5 separate regions of the Mus musculus genome follow, and regions 1, 3, 4 and 5 are each linked to region 2. Evidence: chromatin contacts called from public ChIA-PET, Micro-C and promoter capture Hi-C data. All regions are on one chromosome and are shown on one strand. The core of a region is the stretch at or near the end of the contact, and the rest is flanking DNA. Distances in the headings are between cores, read along the strand shown.

Evidence for each region. Promoter capture Hi-C pulls out the DNA fragments that hold promoters and counts their contacts. A called contact is a pair of places that touch in the nucleus more often than the background predicts. ChIA-PET counts read pairs in DNA pulled down with a chosen protein or histone mark.
Region 1: a promoter capture Hi-C map of hippocampal neurons shows a contact between it and region 2, with 2.7 times the contacts expected there. The contact joins the enhancer-like site here to the promoter of Dcp1a in region 2. A contact is called at or near these places in 12 of 39 promoter capture datasets (the C10 cell line, embryonic stem cells, frontonasal cranial neural crest and 8 more), 3 of 115 datasets of contacts at active chromatin or transcription factors (bone marrow-derived macrophages, extraembryonic endoderm stem cells and microglia) and 3 of 9 other capture datasets (adipose tissue, liver and macrophages).
Region 3: a contact with region 2 is called in an RNA polymerase II ChIA-PET map of memory CD8 T cells, with 16 read pairs. The contact joins the enhancer-like site here to the promoter of Dcp1a in region 2. A contact is called at or near these places in 13 of 39 promoter capture datasets (the 3T3-L1 cell line, 3T3-L1-derived adipocytes, the C10 cell line and 9 more), 3 of 484 Hi-C or Micro-C datasets (bone marrow-derived macrophages, granulocyte-monocyte progenitors and macrophages), 7 of 115 datasets of contacts at active chromatin or transcription factors (bone marrow-derived dendritic cells, bone marrow-derived macrophages, embryonic stem cells and 4 more) and 3 of 9 other capture datasets (adipose tissue, liver and macrophages).
Region 4: a contact with region 2 is called in a promoter capture Hi-C map of liver, with 2.1 times the contacts expected there. The contact joins the enhancer-like site here to the promoter of Dcp1a in region 2. A contact is called at or near these places in 6 of 39 promoter capture datasets (the C10 cell line, embryonic stem cells, frontonasal cranial neural crest and 3 more), 3 of 115 datasets of contacts at active chromatin or transcription factors (bone marrow-derived macrophages and large pre-B cells) and 3 of 9 other capture datasets (adipose tissue, liver and pancreatic islet).
Region 5: a contact with region 2 is called in a Micro-C map of embryonic stem cells, with 2.6 times the contacts expected there. The contact joins the promoter of Sfmbt1 here to the promoter of Dcp1a in region 2. A contact is called at or near these places in 10 of 39 promoter capture datasets (the 3T3-L1 cell line, 3T3-L1-derived adipocytes, the SN4741 cell line and 7 more), 2 of 484 Hi-C or Micro-C datasets (both in embryonic stem cells), 5 of 115 datasets of contacts at active chromatin or transcription factors (bone marrow-derived macrophages, effector CD8 T cells, embryonic stem cells and 2 more) and 4 of 9 other capture datasets (adipose tissue, liver, macrophages and 1 more).

Annotation. Positions count from the first base shown.
Region 1 is chr14:30,282,581-30,286,369 of GRCm38.p6, forward strand. The region is part of intron 3 of Cacna1d (calcium channel, voltage-dependent, L type, alpha 1D subunit); the gene reads right to left. Among named protein-coding and RNA genes, the nearest start is that of Gm52107, 60 kb to the left of the region's middle. Within about 2 kb of position 1,596, at least 31 of the 459 cell types and tissues checked have an H3K27ac peak or open chromatin away from gene starts, as enhancers often do. A contact at or near this core is called in hippocampal neurons, where this site is marked.
Region 2 is chr14:30,477,701-30,481,489 of GRCm38.p6, forward strand. It overlaps Dcp1a (decapping mRNA 1A), which reads left to right and starts at 1,865. Exons shown (of 10, transcript NM_133761.3): 1 at 1,865-2,116. The coding sequence starts at 1,922. It also overlaps a transcript of Cacna1d not described here.
Region 3 is chr14:30,248,394-30,251,926 of GRCm38.p6, forward strand. All of the region lies in intron 3 of Cacna1d (calcium channel, voltage-dependent, L type, alpha 1D subunit), which reads right to left. Among named protein-coding and RNA genes, the nearest start is that of Gm52107, 26 kb to the left of the region's middle. Within about 2 kb of position 1,373, at least 61 of the 459 cell types and tissues checked have an H3K27ac peak or open chromatin away from gene starts, as enhancers often do. A contact at or near this core is called in the HPC-7 cell line and memory CD8 T cells, where this site is marked.
Region 4 is chr14:30,309,408-30,312,929 of GRCm38.p6, forward strand. The region is part of intron 3 of Cacna1d (calcium channel, voltage-dependent, L type, alpha 1D subunit); the gene reads right to left. Among named protein-coding and RNA genes, the nearest start is that of Cacna1d, 42 kb to the right of the region's middle. Within about 2 kb of position 2,159, at least 13 of the 459 cell types and tissues checked have an H3K27ac peak or open chromatin away from gene starts, as enhancers often do. A contact at or near this core is called in liver, where this site is marked.
Region 5 is chr14:30,713,288-30,716,972 of GRCm38.p6, forward strand. It overlaps Sfmbt1 (Scm-like with four mbt domains 1), which reads left to right and starts at 2,328. Exons shown (of 21, transcript NM_001166532.1): 1 at 2,328-2,588.

The sequences.
Region 1 (3,789 bases), core at 346-2,845, 200 kb before region 2:
CAGAAGTATCAACTTCACTATCAACTCAAAGATTGCCTGCACCCAAGTTCAATTGCAAGCCAAGAGCCTCCGTGCCTTCTCTCTGAGTTTTTACCACCCCTGAAAAGGGCAGAATACAAACTGTCTCTCAGTACATTGTTAGCTTGGCTCAGGTAATTCAGGTTATGTTTTGGAAACAAATGGGTAAAGACAAATTCCCAGTTGGTTTAAAGGTTTGTGCATTTAGAGCTCCACAAGAGAAAGCGTGAATCTGTCCTCACAGGGCTCACTGTGAGGCTCCCTGTTGGGCTCACACGGGAGAGCCACAGTGTTTGCCCAGCCCTCCGCTTCTCAGCATGGGATCTATGTGAAGCAGGGCTAGGGGAACCCAGAACGACAAACCCCACACACTAAGTGCTCAAAGCACCCCTGAGCATCTGTGACCATTCCAGTCTTCATGCTCATCTTAAACCACCTTTAGGAAAGGGGTCGATGGCCGAGACTATTTAAGGAGGATGAACTCTATGCACCATAAAGGTAGACTGTGTCTGATCACTGAGGCCCAATGGGAGTGCTGCTTTCTACAAAAACTAAAGAGAGGCACAAACTATAGCCTCATTCCTTTCTTAAATGACTGTTTATATTTTCCTTTTCTCATCAAAAATTTTTAAAAATAAATAATAAGGGGCTGGAGGGAGACCTCAGCTAAGTGGTTAAGAGCACTGTTCTTACAGAGGACCCAGATTCATTTCCCAGAACCCACAATTGGTTCACAATCACATCTAACTCCAATCCTAGGAGACCCAGTACCCTCTTCCAACCTTCAAAGGCACCAAACATGCATGTGGTATACATTCATGCATACAGACGAACATCCATACACCAAAATATAAACAAAATTAAAAAAAAAAAACACATAATCAAGATGAGCATGTAAAGGAGATTTTTTTTAAGCTGTAGAATAAACAAAAGCAAACGAAAAATGTTTTCATAATAAGTGTTAAAAAAAAATACTTTACTATAGCCAAACATTACAAACCAGGAACACGAAGTACTTCATCAAGGCCTCCACTTTCCTAATTTTGTCACTGATGTCATGAAAAGAAAAATGCCAACAAAACTGTAGTGACTTCAGCCGGGTATTGGTGGCACACACCACAATGTCAGCACTAAGGTGGCCTCGCGGATGGAGTCTGCCTTTCTTGAGAGGAAGAAGCACATAAAAGCATAAAATGTGAAGAAAACCAAATTTTGAGCACGAGCCATTAAAGTGGGAGTGTGGGGCTAGCCTGAGCTACACAGCACGATCCTGTCTCAAAAACATAAATAAACAAGAGGAGGGGGAGGAGAAAAGAGGGAGGGAAGGGGGGAAGGGAGAGAAGGGCAAGGGAGGAGAGGAGAGGGGAGAGGAAGGGAAGGAAGGAGGGGAGGAGGGCAGCATTAGTTTAAGGAGCTAACTCTAAAATAAGCAAAGCATAATCTAGGGATATACTGTGAAAAACTGAAGCTCAGAAGGAAGTCGAATGTTTATTTCCCTTTATAGCTCCCGGCTCTCAGTCAACAGCCGCCACAGATGGTCCCAGCCCCAGACTGTTCTGTGCTGCTCACAACACTTGAAGACGAGGCACGCTACCTTTTCCAAAACTTCCTGTCCGCACCTGGTGCTCTGCTCGTCCCACCACAACATACACCAAGGTCTGGTTCCCATGTGGTGGTGTTGAGAGGGATAGCTTAGCAAAAGACATGAAGGAGGAGGCAGGGCTCTGAGAAGAAGGAAGCATATGTAAGGTTTACGAAAACAACGCTTCAGCACCAGTCACCAGGTCTGACTGGGACACAACCATCCTGCCAGTTATCGATGCATATGGCTGCTTCTCACCCCCAACAGCCTCACACGCAGGCTAACTCGGTCGCTCTTTGGCCCTTTCCAGAGTGCCATCCTCCGAGTTAAATCGGAGGGAAGCTTATCTCAACTCAAGCAGCATTTGACCATGTCGTGGTGCACGTTAGAAATGCATCCTAGAAATCCACAGAAACAAGCTTAGTGAGCCATCCCCACCCACACAGGGTTTATGTTACAGACAACAGTGTTAACTCTAATGTGAGGGCTGCAGCTGCAGGCAAGAGCGGATAAGAACCCCCACCCTTGGCCCAGTCCATGCCAATGAAACGCTGGGCAGAAAACAGAGGGCATCTAAGGACTGTGAAATGTAAATGGGAACACGGAGACTGGGGAATGGAAACAAACTCAGAATACCTTCAGAATAGTGCCCAATTCTCCTCTTTCACCCTGGTCTCCGGGTATCACCCAGTGCAGATTCAAAGGCAGCCTGGCACTCGAAAACATGCAGTGTGTATAGACAAAATTAAAGAGAGAGAGAGAGAGACAGAGAGAGAGACAGAGAGAGAGACAGAGAGAGAGAGAGAGAGAGAGAGAGAGAGAGAGAGAGAGAGAGAGAAAGAAAAGAAAAGCTCCTTGCTTCCTAGACCAAGGAGCAAAACAAAACCAAAAACCTCCACAGTCAGGGGTCTCACAAGAGCCTTGATTTTTTTGATCATTCCCACCCAGACCCAGTCAGGACCTGCAGGGCCAAAGAGCAGGGCCAATCAGCTGGGTGGACACCAAACTCCAAGAGAATGCATCTCCCAAGGAGAGCTACCATCTCCAAGGCACAGGGTGAAATCCCATTGCTTTTTTTTTTTTTTTTTTCCTAGCTATTTACTGCCTGATCCTGGACACAGACAAAGAAAATAATCCATCCCAGTAGAGAATTACATGCTCTGACTTTCTATCTAAAGGTTGGTGGGAAAGGGCTTGAGGAAATAGGAAATTATCAGAGCGCCTGCAGAGAGGAACTCAGGAGGGTTATACAACCAAGTACCATCGTTCCCACTCAACTGTCTGCTCGGGATCTGACCCTAAACAGCAGCGCCAGTGGCCTTGAGATTTCCCACTCTGGGACAGCTCACTTCCCAGCTTTCAGCCTGGAGAACAGACACAAAAGGCATCATAAGACTGAGCAGAGACGGCCCACAGAAGAAAAGTCAAAGAGCTCAATTACCTGTCGGCATAAGACATGGACAAACCATAGATAGCATCGGAAGACAGCGGTGGCGTCCCTTATTGCTAGGCTTGGGACCAGAAGTGGTCGCTCAGGATGTTTCAGAGGGTAAATACCTCCATGTACTTAACTCGGTACTTTTGGAATGAGATCCAAGTTAAGGCACAACATTTGTTTTCATTTCCTTTGGACCTTGCATTTAAAGGGATCGTATGTATGATCATATGTATGTTCTGTGCATCTCTACAGATGTGAGATTTTCTACCATGATATCTTATTATGTCCGTTTTCAGATTTTTGCATTTTGGAGCATTTTTGGATTTCAGATTCTCAGATTAGATATGTTCAACCTATGTTTAAGAATGCCCATAATAGAACCCAAATTTACTGAGGCAAGACAGCTTGCAATGGAAGGGCAATCAACCCTCATGACATGGGTATCAGAATAATCAAAGAACTTAGAGGAACTACTGGGAGCATCTCTAGGAAGGCAGAATAGTCTTGTACAGATAGAAGGATAGTAAGTTTATCCTCCCCTCACACACAAAGAAATCCTAGAGCTGATCAAAAAAAAAAAAAAAACATAAAGACAAAACTTTTCAAATGTCACCAGATGGATGCCATGTCACGATGGAGGTGACAGAAGAAACAGTGAGTGAGCCTGACGTAGAGGAGTAGCTTATCCAAAGAAACCTGAGAAAAGCAGTGTAAGAGCAGAGAGAGCCTCCGAGACCTGTGGGGAATGCTA
Region 2 (3,789 bases), core at 615-3,114:
CCGGGCTGAATTAAAGCATCAGTTAAATGCTAGGTTCCCACCTCACCACCGAGTCACGATGCAAATCTCAGCCCTTGCTTTACTTTCCCGAGGAACACCTACTCATCCAAAGCACCAGTTCAGACCTCAGCAACTCCTTGAAGCCTGCCTACCCGAAGCCAACCTCAGAAGTCGGCTCGAGACACCCCAAGGCCATCATGTTCTTAGCACAGAGATGAATGTGCCCCAGAGGGACAGAGAGCATGGATAATGAACAAAGACAGGAGAGAGGGGAAGAGGACGAAGGGGAAGGAAACAAAGAGGAGGGGAGGAAGGGAATGAGAGATATTTGGGGAGGAGGGAATAAAGGACTGCCTCTGGATGTCGAGGCAGAAGTGGCCCACAGGCAAACGGCAGTTAATAAAGGTAAAAGGGGAAACCCCACAGTAGGATGTGTTTAATTTTAATTGGGCACATTAATTAGGTGAACTAAAGGGGGCTTTTGATTGCTGGACTTCAATACTTTTATAGCTGGACTTTGGTAGTCGGCCTCAGGAGAAAGAAGTGGCTAAATTAGGGACTAGACCTTGGTGGCTAGTGTTAGGAATAAAATCTAACAGTTTTTAGCAAGGCAGAGGGAAAAGGGGAGAAGAGCAAGGTCTGCCAGAACCTTGCCTGCCATGCTGGAACTGGTAGTGAGGTTCCTTCACTACCTTTCCTGGCTCAGATGGCAATAAGGACGCCACCCTCTGGAATTCAAAGAGAGACATCTATCATGGGGCTGTTTGCTTGCGTTTAGTTTCTCCTAGAGCCAAAAGAGTTGGAAGCTCGGAGCTGGCAACCACTCAATAAGATCAGTGAGTGTGTACAGAAGTGAAGGGTGAATAACCGATAGGCGGCTGTTCCAGCTTTTGTAGTTGCTTCACACGCGGTTCTGTCAAGAATGTAAAGTTTGCCCTTCCATTAGTATGTAAAACCACAAGCAACACAAATATGTGGGGGTACTTTGAGAAAATGTAAAGTTTATCCTTTCAAAAATGTTCATTTGTGCTGAGATGTCTTCAATAAAGAGAAACGATGGTTTTTAAAGCAACTCAATGAAAACAGCCTGAGCACTTTGCTTTACCTCTTAGTACTTCCTGATCCCTTAAAATGCCCAATAAATGTTTTCTTTTTAAAAGAGATCTACTTACTATTTTAAATAATAGACGTCTCTATAGAACAATAGAAATATTTATCTGGGACCCAGATGAGGAAAAAGACGAGCAAAAGAGGGTAGGCCAAGTCTATTGTAGTTCCAGGCAGGCTAGTTTGGCTGCTTTGAAACATTTCTTTCAAAAGTTACCAAACTGTTAAGAGTGAAGGTGCACTCTGAGGTCAGAAGTGACGGACAGCTCCCCTTCCTCATTTGGACTGAGTTTTCTTTTTTCTTTTTTTAAAGATTTATTTATTTTATGTATATGAGTACACTGTAGCTGTACAGATGGTTGTGAGCCACCATGTGGTTGCTGGGATTTGAACTCAGGACCTTTCGGAAGAGCAGTCAGTGCTCTTAAACGCTGAGCCATCTCTCCAGCCAGGTCTGAGTTTTCTAAATGGTACGTGGAGACCTCATGTCCTCAGCAGCAAGCATTTCGATTCTGCGCCGGAACCCGAGTTAGGGACTGCGCTGGGGTGCAGCCTCCCCGGCAGGAGTCAGGTTCATTCAGGGAACCGGTTCACACCCCGCCAGGTGAGAGAGGTCTCCGGACTATCAGCTCACGGCTCCACCGCGCAGGCGCGGGGGCCTGTCTCTTCCGGCAGACGCGGCCCGAAGAAAATCGGAACCAGGGCTCCTGGCGCACAGGAGCAGCGGATGAGATTAGCTGAAGTACCACGCTCGGCAAGGCTGGGCCGGTAGGCGGAAGTGGAGGGCTGACTGAGCTGGGGGAACTTTGCCTGGATGGCACTTTCCTGTTCCACAGTCCGCCCCCGCCGGAGGGGCTCGGCTCTGAGATCCAAGATGGAGTTGTTGAGTCGAGCTGAGCAAGAGATGAGTCTGGCGGCCTTGAAACAACACGACCCCTATATCACCAGCATCGCAGACCTCACGGGCCAGGTCGCCCTGTACACTTTCTGCCCCAAAGCCAACCAGTGGGTGAGTGAGGCCCGGCCGGGGACAAGGCCAGCCTGGCCGCTGCCGCCTCTTAAAGGGACCGCGCAGACAGCTGAGGATTGGGGGTGGGGGAGAGAAGCAGGAGCCCAGGACCGCAAAGGCGAGGCCGGGACCTCTCCCAAAACCGGGTCCGGAGCCAAAGAGGTGACCGGGGCACGCGGAATTGAAAGAATGTAGCGGAAGGAGTAGACCAGAGACAGAGCAGGGAAATCGGATGGAGGAGAGAAACGAGGCAGGATCAGTCTTTTTGGGTCGGTTCTCGGGGCTTGAGGTTGCATTGGTAAAATATGAGACAAGTTAATTTTAACAAGTGAGTGAAAGCCTGTGTTTGAAGACTTTGAGGACTCTTAGATACATGTACTTGATGGAAGAGTCCGCTCCTCTTTCCCTGCCGACCTAAATGTGATGGTTTGGATTTGAAGCTTTAAAAATCAGCTTCAGGAGTTAGACCAGCTTTAGTCGAACTACTCTGTATCTCTGGAATTTGAGGAAAATTTTCAAGGCTACTTCAGTAAGAACTGGATTCCTTGGAGACGTTTGCAAGAAAAAGAGACCAGTGCTAGGACCTTTGATGGCTCCCTTCTTTTGGGATTGTGTGAGTGGCATAGAGTTGCAGAAGTTACTTTGTCTACTCGCAGATTCTAGTTAACCTCAACTCGAAGCACCTGTGTACACGGCCCCTTTTCTTGTGCTCCGTTTTTCCTCATTCACTCATTGGGCTATACAGAGGTTCGGTTTTAGAACATTAAAGCTCAACACCTGCGCTGAAAACCCGAGTTAACGCTGTTGCAGCAAAAGAAAGAATACTAATGTTCGATTTTCTTGTTTATTTCTTGTAGTACAGGAACTCAAACCCAAGACCCCCTGATAGCAGGCAGGCACTGTTCCTCTACCACTGGGCTATATACCCACCCCGAGTTACAATTTCTTAGTCACATTTTCAGTTGTTTATTTTAAAACCCTACCAAATTTGCCTAAGGCAGAGAATGGTTTCTATCCATGATTCTTAACAAAGTTCTGAAAATAATAAATTGTGTTTGGTAACCGCAAAATGTGTAACTTGTGAAAATATTCCTAAATCCTCCAGAAATGAAACAAAGGATCTTATAAGAAAATTTCCCAAGGGTAGGGATTTAGCTCAATGGTGCACAGCTGTGCATCATGAGCCCCAGGCTCTGAGTTCAACCCTGGTATCAGGGTTGAAGAAAGTTCTATTCTTTTTCTATAAACTTCCATAGACTGCTTAAGTTTGTTTTGTTTTTTTATTTTGGTTTGGTTTTTCTTTTTTTAAGTTGCAGTACACAATACCTTGACTGTAAATATTAAGATACCTAATTGAAAGGTTTTTGTGTTTACAAAGATAAAACTGGGGCTGGAGAAGTGGCTCAGTAGTAGCTACGAGCATTTGCTGCTCTTCCTGAGGACCTGGCTCAGTTTTCCAGCATCCCCATGCTGGTTTATATCCATCTGTAACTCTAGTCCAAAGAGATCCAATGCCCTCTGCTGTCCTCTGTAAGCTCCACACACACATATGTTACAAAGACATATGTATGCTGACAAAACATTCCTGCACCTTTTTTAATTGAAAAAAAAAACTTAATACATAAAAATAATAAGTAAAGCTAAGTGTGTGTGTGTGTGTGTGTGTGTGTGTG
Region 3 (3,533 bases), core at 123-2,622, 230 kb before region 2:
GACGAGCTCAAAACAAGAGAACCACAAAGACACATGCAGTGGAGACTCCTCTCGGCAAGACAGCAGGCTGAATAAGGCAGAGCTGGTCTCAGGAGTCCCACAGATCCTTCTATTTCAAGGTGCTGGTGATCTCTAGTGATGGCTCTCCTCAGAGTTCTGCTCTCTTGACTACACCATGTCCGTCCCCCCCCCCCCCTTTCCACATCAGTCACCAGACAGCAGCAGATCTGGTGATATAGTGATTTTGTTTATGGTTTATCCCTCTCCCTAATGAACAAAAGCTTGAAACAGGCATAATTATTTTTGTTGATCTTCACCGAGATTGTTTATATTTCCAATGCCCAGACAAGATCTGACAGATGGAAGGCCCTGGAAAGCTCACTGGGGGGCCACATGAGGACAATGTTTGTGGTGTATGCACCGCTAATCAAGTTCATGGGTATCAAGGTGACTTCCATCTCTTCCTAGGGTTTAAAGCAGCAAGTGACTAAACCTTGCTCCTTTTAGGCTGAATCAACTCCATATGTGGGAAGACACCCCAGGAGATGGAGGAGTCTATGCCGACACCAGCCTGAGTTGTTGACAACAGATGCCCCCGTTTAGTAACACATTCACTATGCACACTGCAGCACCCCCATCTGCCCAGCCCATCTGTTTCAATCACCTCTGGACACATGTCACCAAGTTTCCTCATCCTCCTGAGCATTAGGCTCGACTCTTTAAAAGAAGAAGCCAGAAGACATTTTTTTTTTCCTGAAATCTTACCCTGAACCCATCTCTCCACTATAGCATTAGCTGTGCTCTGGGGAGGAACAGTCAAGTTGGTTGGCATGGGAAAAGACTCAAGTCATGATGGAATGGGTGAATGAGGGGAGGGGTGGGGACCCATGGATACATGGTTCTGGCCTGAGCCAGTGGTCACCAGGGGACACAAACCTGGACACAGAATGGTGTGTGGGGAGAGCAGGAACGTGAGGACATGAGGTAACTCCGTTTGCTCCTTCACACACCCAGGCCTCAGACATGAGCCTAGATTGTGGGTCAGAGTGCTACAGTTCTCACTGGCCTCCAGTGTCAATCATTGTCTTCCAAGTGGAAATACTCTTGCTATCTGCCCTGAAACCCTCTCACTGCCTCTCACTGGGGGTCTTCTTGTGACACACATCTGCATTCTCCAGTGGGTAAGCTGGCTATCACAGACCCCACTGCCCACCTGAACATAGACTCAAACTAAAAAGGTCACCCCCTCCCATTAGAAAACTGTCTCTAATGCTGGATTAACTAACATGCCATTTAAAGAGCTAAGCAACTAACCACTAAACTAGACAGTCAACCTGCAGAGAACACAGGAAACCTACCAAGAGGAAACAAGAGGCCCCTGAGGCTGGGAGGGAGGGAGGAAGTGGTGCCTGCTGTGCACAATTTCTGACCAACCAAGAGCTTCAAGGTGATCTGATTTTCAAATCTGCATAAAGAGGGAGAAGGATGACAGGAAGGCAATCAACACGCCTCGGGGGACTTCATGATCAGATTAGAAGTCTCCATGTCTTGACCAGAAGAAAAAAACTGGGATACCCACAACACCCACGAAACGGCTGCTACATACACACAAGTGTGGAGAGCTATGGCCTAAGGAAAAGGGCTCAAGGAGGCCACTGCGCTCTCGAATGGAAAGAGCAGCGCTGCTGGCTGTCCAGCTCCAGCTCCAAGACCGATGCCTCTCTCCCTACCCAGAAAACTCTTTCCAGAGCCTTAACCTCCTTGCTTCTGTCCCTTCACAGACTTTATCTCCCTCATAAGGCAGATGCTCTCTCCAGTCAGCTAATATCACATGTTATGGAATCTTGTCCTCCAGGCATGGCATGGCCGTGGTGGTCTTGAAACCAGCGAGGGTGCAGCTGACCACCCCCACACCTCCCTAAGACTGGAGCCACTGCCATTTCCTTGTGAGGATGGCACAGGAGGCACTGGGTGAAACTCCCCCTCAAGCTAGGTAAGTGTAAATAGCTACAAGGGTGAGGCTCTTCCTATAGCTACCCCAGAAGCTGCCCGCACTCCTGTAAGTAACCACAGTGAAATTACTGGTTCACTGGTAACTGATCAGAACTCTTTCTGTAGTCTGTCATTACATCTGCTCTGCCAGGTGCCACTCCATTCCCATCTTAGTTCCTCCTTATTTTCCCAGACACCCCCCTCCCCCCCCACACACACACACTTCCTTCTGTCCCTCCTAATTCAAAGATGTGTTCCCTGGACATCTCTTGGCTCCTCCTGACCTCTGCTGACCCTCACTCTTACCACAGGCTCTCCCTGGCACCCACCTTATCCTTACCCTGCTCATTCCTCACTGTGGGCACTTCCCCAGGGAGAGGAACGGAACACCTGTGCATGAGCCTGCCCTGGTAGAATCCATGTGTGGCCCATCCACTGAATATACCTAGCACCAGACTAGGCTCCTGCAGAGACGGTGCTCAGCAAGCACGTGCTGAGGTGACCAGATCAACCAACTGAACAAGTATTGCCTGAGAAACCTGCATCTGACTTCTCCCTGTGAGCTGGGCTTCAGTAAGCCCTGAGCATAGGAACAACTTTGTCTTGATTCCTGAAATGAAGCAGCTGACTATGGGACTAGTCACGTTGCTTCAAATGCTTTAAAATAACACAATTACATGCCTGCAGCTATTATTTAAGTGGTGTCATTGGTATGACTTCACACCCATGGGTGAGGTTCCTTTGTATTTACATACATTTACATATTGTTTGCATACTATTTGCATAGGCACACACATGCTCTCTACTCCTTGTGCTCCCTCCTGATCAAGTAGACTCTGCCTGGGTCTGGTGGGTTGTGTCACTGAACTTAACTTTGGGTCTTCCTTTTCTACGACCTTACCCTGCCTCTTTCCCTTTCTATACCTTCTAAGAAAAGCAGCAGCTCACTGGAGCATGCATTCCAACATCAAGCCTTCTGACTGGAGTTCATGCAAGCTGGATGGATTTTAGCCATCATGTCACTGCTGGCCATGGTGCTGGGGCAGGACCAACCACTCAATACAAGAAGTCAGAACCCCTGCGGCTGGGAGTTGAGAGCAGGGAAAACAGACTTAGAGGAGGGTCATGTGGTTATGGCGGTGATGTGGGGTAGGGTGGCACTGGGGTGAGGTGATGAAAATTACCCACAATTGTTTCTTCTCCCCCTTGTTCCTCAAAGTTCAGTGCCCACAGTATCCTGGTACCTTCAATATCCCCGAGAAAGGGGAGCGCCTCTTATGAGTGGAACTGCAATCACATCATGCCCTGGTCACCACCAACTGCCAGGGTATCTCTGGGCAAAGTGAATACGCTGCCTTGGGTATATTTCTCCCAAAGGGCCAGCCGCTTACAGGAATCTACTGGGTAAGAGATGCAGAAGCATTTGGGAGGATCAGTTCATTCCACTTTAGCTGTCTCTCTATTGCTTACCATACGGGGCTAAATCAATCGCCAGGGAGGAAGTTTCAGACACAGCAAGTGCAGGTTGAAAGGAAGAGCAA
Region 4 (3,522 bases), core at 909-3,408, 170 kb before region 2:
TAGACCAAGGGGCCTCTCTTCTCACTGATGGCCAACTAGGCCATCTTCTGCTACATATGCAGCTAGAGACAGGAGCTCTGGGGGTACTGATTAGTTCATAATGTTGTTCCACCTATAGGGTTGCAGACCCCTTCAGCTCTTGGGTACTTTTTCTAGCTCCTACATTGGAGGCTCTGTGTTCCACCACTTCTGAAGGACAGAAGCCATGCACACTATATAAATGAGGGAGTGGGGCTATGTCCCAGGAAAACAACTTGGAGACATGGAAATGTGACATTTTTACAAGTCACTATATTATTCTTCTCTGGATCTTTGCTCAAAGGTTTAAAACTATACTAACGCCATCCTTAGCTCTTAGGGTATATCAGAATAAGGCTGGGGCTGGGGGCTAATGTCTCCCAAGTGTCACATGTCTCATGTCCTTTGGACCTTCTGGTCTGGAGATAAGCATCTAGAATACATGGATGGCCCCGTGCTTATGTCTCTTAAACCGGTAGCTCCCATGCATTTCAACAAGCCTCTGTGAAAAATCACTACCACATGTTAACAGGACTGTTTGTAATTATTTCATTAGAGATAGAATCTACTTTCTCAATTAAAAAAAAAAAAATGGTCAGGAAGACACGAATTTGCTTCAAGCCATGCCAAGTTCAGCTCTAAAAAATGACCAGAGCAAGAGAGAACTCTTTGACTCTTAACCCCCCTCTATTATTAAGTATATGACTTAAGCCTTCAAATCTTTTGCAAATAAAGGAAAAAAAAGGGGAAATCCAAACCTTTTCTGTCCTTTTTCCGAGTCATGAGTCCTCTCAAAAGTTTCCGAAAAACAAAAGAGTTACAAGCCCGGAGGCTCCAGAAGCATGCTCTGCACATGTCGTCGTAGGTCCAGCAAAAGCAAAAAGCAACACCAACAAATAAGAGCCGAGGACCCTCGAGGAGGCCTTCAAGGCAGGCCTTATCAAAGGGCTTATCTGCTGCAAAGACTCAGGGAGCACGGACTGCATGCTCCCCCACCTGAGCCTCACTGCCACCCACCAAGCAGGCTGCTCACTGCCCTTGGAGTGCCAGTGAGGCAGGCTCAGGAATACAGACCCGCCTGTGTGTGCGCTAAGACTCAAGATTCTAGAAACAAGCTTCCTAGTTGATCTTTTTAAAAGTTCATTTTTATTCGTTTTTAATTATTTGTGTATATGCTGGGGGTTAGGTATGCGCATGTGAGCATAGGTGCTCACAAAGTCCAGAAGAGGGTATTGGAATCCCCCCGGAACTAGAATTATAGGCAGTTGTGAGATGCCAAACATGGGTACTGGGAACCCAACTTGGGTCCTCTGCAAATGAGGTATGTGCTCTTAACCACTGAGCCATCTCTCTAGCCATGCTATTTGATAACCTTTGAGGAAGGTGGGAAGGGAATCTGCTTCTAAGATGTAGTTTTACAGAGCATGATAAGTCATGTCTGTAATCCTAGCACTTGAAAGGCTGGGGCAGGAGAGTGGCCACAACAAGTTCAAGACTGAGATGCAGAATGAGACTCTGAGCTACACAGTGAGGTTGTATCTCAAGAGGTAAAATAAGTTGAAAAATAAAGTAACAAAATATAGTTTCTCTTTTCCAGAAAAGGAATAGGTATATGTGGCCCTGACTATGTCAAGGTCTTCCGATGTAACTGCCCTGCTTCCATCTGACTTCTATGGCCAATAAAAGAGGATTTTAAGCCATTCCTTCACACCCCAGTCTGGCAAGAGGAGAATCCTGGTTTGCTCTCTGCAACCTCAAAAGCAACACCATGTTCTAACCCCACTAGGAAGGAAACATTAAGACGATCCATCAGTGCAGAGCTGTAGCTGATGGCCCTGCGTGCGAGCCTCTTCTACACGGGAGGTAGAGCCTGTCGGTCAGTTTTCACCCACAGGTCAAGAGGCGAGAATTCGGAGCCAAAAATAGATTTTATTTGCCTTTCAGCGGAAGTGCCAGGCAAATACCACATAATCTGTCCTAATGCAGGACCCTCTGCATCCTGTGGCTCTGCTCCAAATGCCCAGCACAAGGGAAGGTTTCCTTCCCGTGCCTTTCAAGAAGGCAACCGACCCATAGGCCAGGAGAGGCTCTGCTTGCATCAGCAAGGTACTCGTGAGAGAGTTCAGGTGTCATGTGCCAGGTTAGGAGTGCCACTTTGCCAGAGCAGCAAGTTGAAAGGGCAACGACAATGATGCATGACCCTAGAGGTCACCACTGGCTCTTGTCTAAATGAGTGTGACAGAATGCTCTTTCAGTTCCTCCAACCCCCCACCCCACACACACACACACACACACTCAAATGAGCATGCCCAGACACAGGGCATGCAGAGGGAAAAGTGCCAACGTATTTGAGTGATCTGTGTCAGAGAAAGAACAAGGACACTGAGAGACACATGCAGGACAGAGAGACACTTTGAGCCAAGGCCCAAAGGCAAAGAGACAGAGAAAACATTAATGAGTAGAAAAACAAATGTCCTGAAGGGAGTTGGCACAACTAGATATTTGCAAATAGTTGGGCCCTGTGCTGACAGCCAAGTCTCTTACTAATATGTGTATGAAGAGACACGCTGATATTAAAATAAACGTATTATGTATTTAATTATACCAACTGGAGTTCGTGGCGTGAAGGAACAGATGCTTGGAGTGGAAGGATAATGAACACAGAGATGAGAGGGATGGGAGGAGAACCCGCAGGCGCCCGGGTACAGAACGGAGGTGAGAAGGACGCAGGCGCGCTGAGCATGATGGGAAGGAAGCCTAGAAGCAGGTCCTAAAAAAGCCCACTGTGTCAATGAGGGTGAGTGAGGCTACGAAAAGTGAGCTACAGAGGTGAGACGCTCACCCACTGCCCCTCGAGCCCCACAGGAGGCAGAGGGTGTGTAAGCCACGTCCCTGTACCCCCAGGGACTTGGAGGGAAGGCAGGAGAAGTGGAAGGGACAGAATGAGAACAGGCCCTAATGACGCTCTAGATTTACAAGGCCGGGAGAGATAAAATTGGATAAGATAAAGCTTAAGCCAGCAATTTGGAAAGAAAAGCAATCAGCTGAATTACAGAAAGCAATAGCCACAGGAGGGGAGGGGTGGGGAAGGGAGGGGAGGGGAGGGGGAGGGGAGGGGAGGGGAGGGGAGGGGAGGGGAGGATAAGGGGAGGGGTGAGCAAGGCCAGCTCACATACTCTACCTCCTCCCCCAAAACTTCTGGAAATAACTCAAGCATTCTCTAGGGGCCACTCCAAAGACCTGAGGGATCGAAGGTACTTTCCTTGTTAGTTTATGTCTGTGAAATCAATGGGAGGAGGTTCTCCGATGCCTTATACAAAGAATCCATCCTACAGAAGGGGACCCTGCTCTCTGCACACAGTTCACAGCACCCACAGTGTAGGCGTATGCATGCAACCTTTTGATGTTATGAATCAACATTGTCATCTACAAAAGTCACACGTGAGAACAACTCAATTGAGGCACACAAAAAAAAAAATCGCAATGCACCCTTATATTGTGGGC
Region 5 (3,685 bases), core at 1,078-3,577, 240 kb after region 2:
ACATATAATAAATAAATAAATCTTTAAAAAAAATGTTCTCATGGTCGAAATTGACCCTTGTCAGATGTAAAAACTATTTCAAAGAACCAGTAGTTATAACTATACAGTATTTGCTGAAATCAAGGTCTATGGGAGGAACTGGATGATTCTGAAATACACAATCCAAAAGCAAAAGTTTAGCAAAAAATGTAGGTTTTGCTAAGCAAAAAACAAGGGGAAATTATTTAATAAATGGTGACTGCATAAACAATAACCATTGTAATAGAGGAAGGAAATTAGATCTACATTTTTATCTATTTACTCCAAAACAGAGCAAAACTAAGATTGGATAGATGATCTTAGAATAATAAAATATGCAAAGAAATTATACCAGTAGACAGGTGCATGAAAGCTCACTTTGTTGGCATTCAACAATGAAAACAAAAACAAAAACAAGTAAACAAACAACCAACACCCAGAGGACTAGAATGACAGATGAACTGTAAACTAAAGCAAAAAAGAACATCAGACAGGGGCAACATTCCCTTCAATAACAAAAGTGAAAGATCCTTAAAAGAAAAAAAAAACTTTTTTTTTTTAAGTTAGAAGAGATTCAACTCGAGACAATAGATATGAACAACAGGTTATGTACAGAAGGGGAAATACAGATAGCAAATGGGGAAATTTTGAATGTTTAGTCATCCAAGAAGTGCCAAATAAGGTCACCTTAAACTAGGCATCATTCAATGTAGGGGAGAAAAGTTGTCCCTCAGTGTTTAGGAATGTGCATTCAATTCCTTACACTCTTCCTTGCTGGTGAAAGAACTGGGGCAAGAGAGGGCCATTCACAGCTTTCTACCTAAAAACTTTCCCATTCCTAGAAACTCAGCTCATCTGTGGACCGCATGGATGTGTTAGCAGACAACTGCAATGTAATAAAATACACAAGCAGGAACTATATACCTTAAAAACGACCATGCAAACAAAAAATGTTAGTCATAGTAGCAAATAAATGAAAATGTGTGCTTGCAAGCATGTATCTATGAAGAAGGGTTTTTTTGTTTGTTTGTTTGTTTGTTTTTTGTTTTTGGCCGGGGCGGGGGGGGTGTTGGGAGGGGGTGGGTGGGAGCTCAAATTGTGTAGCAATAATTGAATATCCTTTTATATTCTTCTTTATTTTTTTTTCTTGTTACTTTGTCTTTTCAATGGTGCTTACACTTACAAAAAGAAAAAAATCATCTGGCGTTTGTAATGTGCATATTTCCCAAGGTTGCCCAAAAACATGAGAAAGATGCTAATGGGAGCATCCCAAGACCTTCGTGTGTGTGTGTGTGTGTGTGTGTGTGTGTGTGTGTGTGTGTGTGTGTGTCTCGCCTCCTCTTCTCTAAAAGAAAGGAGTCTTCCTTGAGTAGGAGCCCCTGACTGAGGCCATCTTAGGCTGGAGAGTCTGGTCTCATTGGCACTCCGGGATCCCACAGGCGCTGGGATTTTCTTCTGAGGGAACTTTCTGGAGCAGGTGGGTGTGCTTCCTATTGACACCTGTGCTCGCTGAAGAAGGGTTGAGTAGCCGAACGTAACTGCCTGTGGGCACCTTCCGATTCGAGGCTGATTCACAGCATTTTTGAGCTTCTCCTGAAGCTCTTAGGTCAACCTGTGCCCCTTTGCGGCAGGACAACTCATTTACTGAGCCTGGACATGAGGTACGTAGAGGCGTTCGAGTCGGACTCGGTAGACGAGCACTAGAGTGCCCTGCTAGATCTCAAAGAACGTGTAGGATTCCCGACGTGGTCCGGCGGGCGGGCGCAGCTCCCTCGGCCACGGTATGCGCCCCTTGGGGACCTGCAGAACTGCTGCCTCTCTGCTAATACCATCTTGCTCGAGGTGGTCACGTGCGGGCTACAGTGGCGCGCTTCGCCAGGGACGGATGGATCAGGGACTTCGCGGGGTCCCGAGCCGCTCTGTCCAGAAGCCCGAGGTGAGGTCTTTCTTTCCAGAATCCCAAGCAAGGCCAGGACGCGCCTCCGGAGCCCGAGGACGCCGTCTCCAAGCCGTTCTCCGTCCATGGCGCCGTCGGGGATCAGAGGCTCACGCCGCGACGCCCAGCGCCACGGCCTCGCGGGTGTCTTTCGGCGAGGTGCGGACAGGGGGACGCGAGCAAAGCGGCGGGTTATGGACCCGGGCCCGCGGACGCGTCGTCTCCCGTGCAGCTCCAGCTCCGCGAGCCGGTGGGCTTGGGGAGGCCGGGTCGGGAGTGCCACGCGCGCGAAGCGAGGGGCGCGGGTTGCCGGGAGGGAGGACCGCGGAGCTGGGGGAGGGAGTGGGGGGGCCGCGGGCGCATGCGCCTTGCGTCCGTGCCATATTGGAATGAGTCGGAGCGCGGAGCGCCGCCGCCGCCGCCTCCGCCGGAGCGCGGGTGCAGGGGGGCGGGGAGAGCTGCCGGCCGCCCCGCTCTGCCGGGCTCAGCAGGAAGGAGGGCGCGAGCAGCGCGAGCGGAAAAGGCGCCCCGCGCGGGCGAGCGCCAAGAAGGAAAGAAAGAAAACCGAGCGAGCGGGCGGGCGTGCGAGCGAGCGGGGAGAGCGAGCAAGCGCGCGCGCGAAAACTCCCGTCAGGTAAAAAAAGCGGGGCGGCCGGCTGGGCCTTCCCGCGCGGCGGCCTGAGGGGTGGTGCGGCGCCCTCCCAAAGAGGCCCAGCAACTTTGCCAGCGGGAAGCGCCGGGAGCCAGCGGGCAGCGAGCGCGCGATCTGAGGCGCCAACGGGCGGCGGCGGCGCGTTGGGCGGGGGGGACGACTGGAGTGGGTGGGGGGACGCGGCGCCCGCGCGCGCGGCCTGGCGCGGTCCCGAGGCTCGGCGCGTCGGCCGGCGGGGGCTGCGGGGACGCGCCCGGGCACCTCGCGGACGCGGCGGAGGCCGGCGGCGCCGGGAGAGAGAGAGAGAGAGGGAGAACGGGCGAGCGGCGCGCGTCAGCCCAGCTGGGCGCGAGAGGCCAAAGTGGCCGGGTGGCGGTAGCGGGCTCCCAACTTGCAGGCTCCGGTCCCCTGCCCCCATCGAGCGGCCTCCCGCCGAGCCCCCGCGGACCCGCCCCCCCGGGCTCGCTCCGGGCGGGGCGCGAACCCGCAGCCCGCGCGGCCGCTCAACTTCTCAGGGCCTAGGCGGCGGCGGCAGCGGCAGCAGCAGCAGCGGCGGCGGCGACAGCAAGCGCGGTGGCCGAGTCTGAGCCTCCACCGCAACCGGTGGCTCCGGCCTCTCAGGCGCTTCGCCTGGGGAGGCACCGCCGCCCGACCCCCTGCGCGGATCTGGGGAGCGTCCTGAGGCCGCTCGGCAGGTCCGTGACCGTTTCGTTTTCTGTTCCCAAGTCTTGTTTTGTTCGCTGTAAAGACGCTGGAGGGGCGAGCCCTGTGTCCTGGGAAGCAAGGCCTGCTCTTTGCGGAGCAGAAAAGCCTTGTGAGACTCGGGATAAATTCCCGCGGAAAGGATAGACGTCGTGTTAAGTTTCCCCCCCGAGATGCCAGCTGTTCGCGTGGGGTCTCAAACTAAGCTGTCAAAGCCAGGTCATCTTTAGAGCTTGCGGTGCAGTGGGGTGGGACGCGTCCTGTAGGGCTTTTTTTTTTTTTTTAACTTGGTGGGCGCTCTTCCCCGCGGGTCACTCACAGCAGTTACTGGCCCCAAGTGGTGTGTGTCTTGTGATTGCTGTATTCATCAAAAAGAT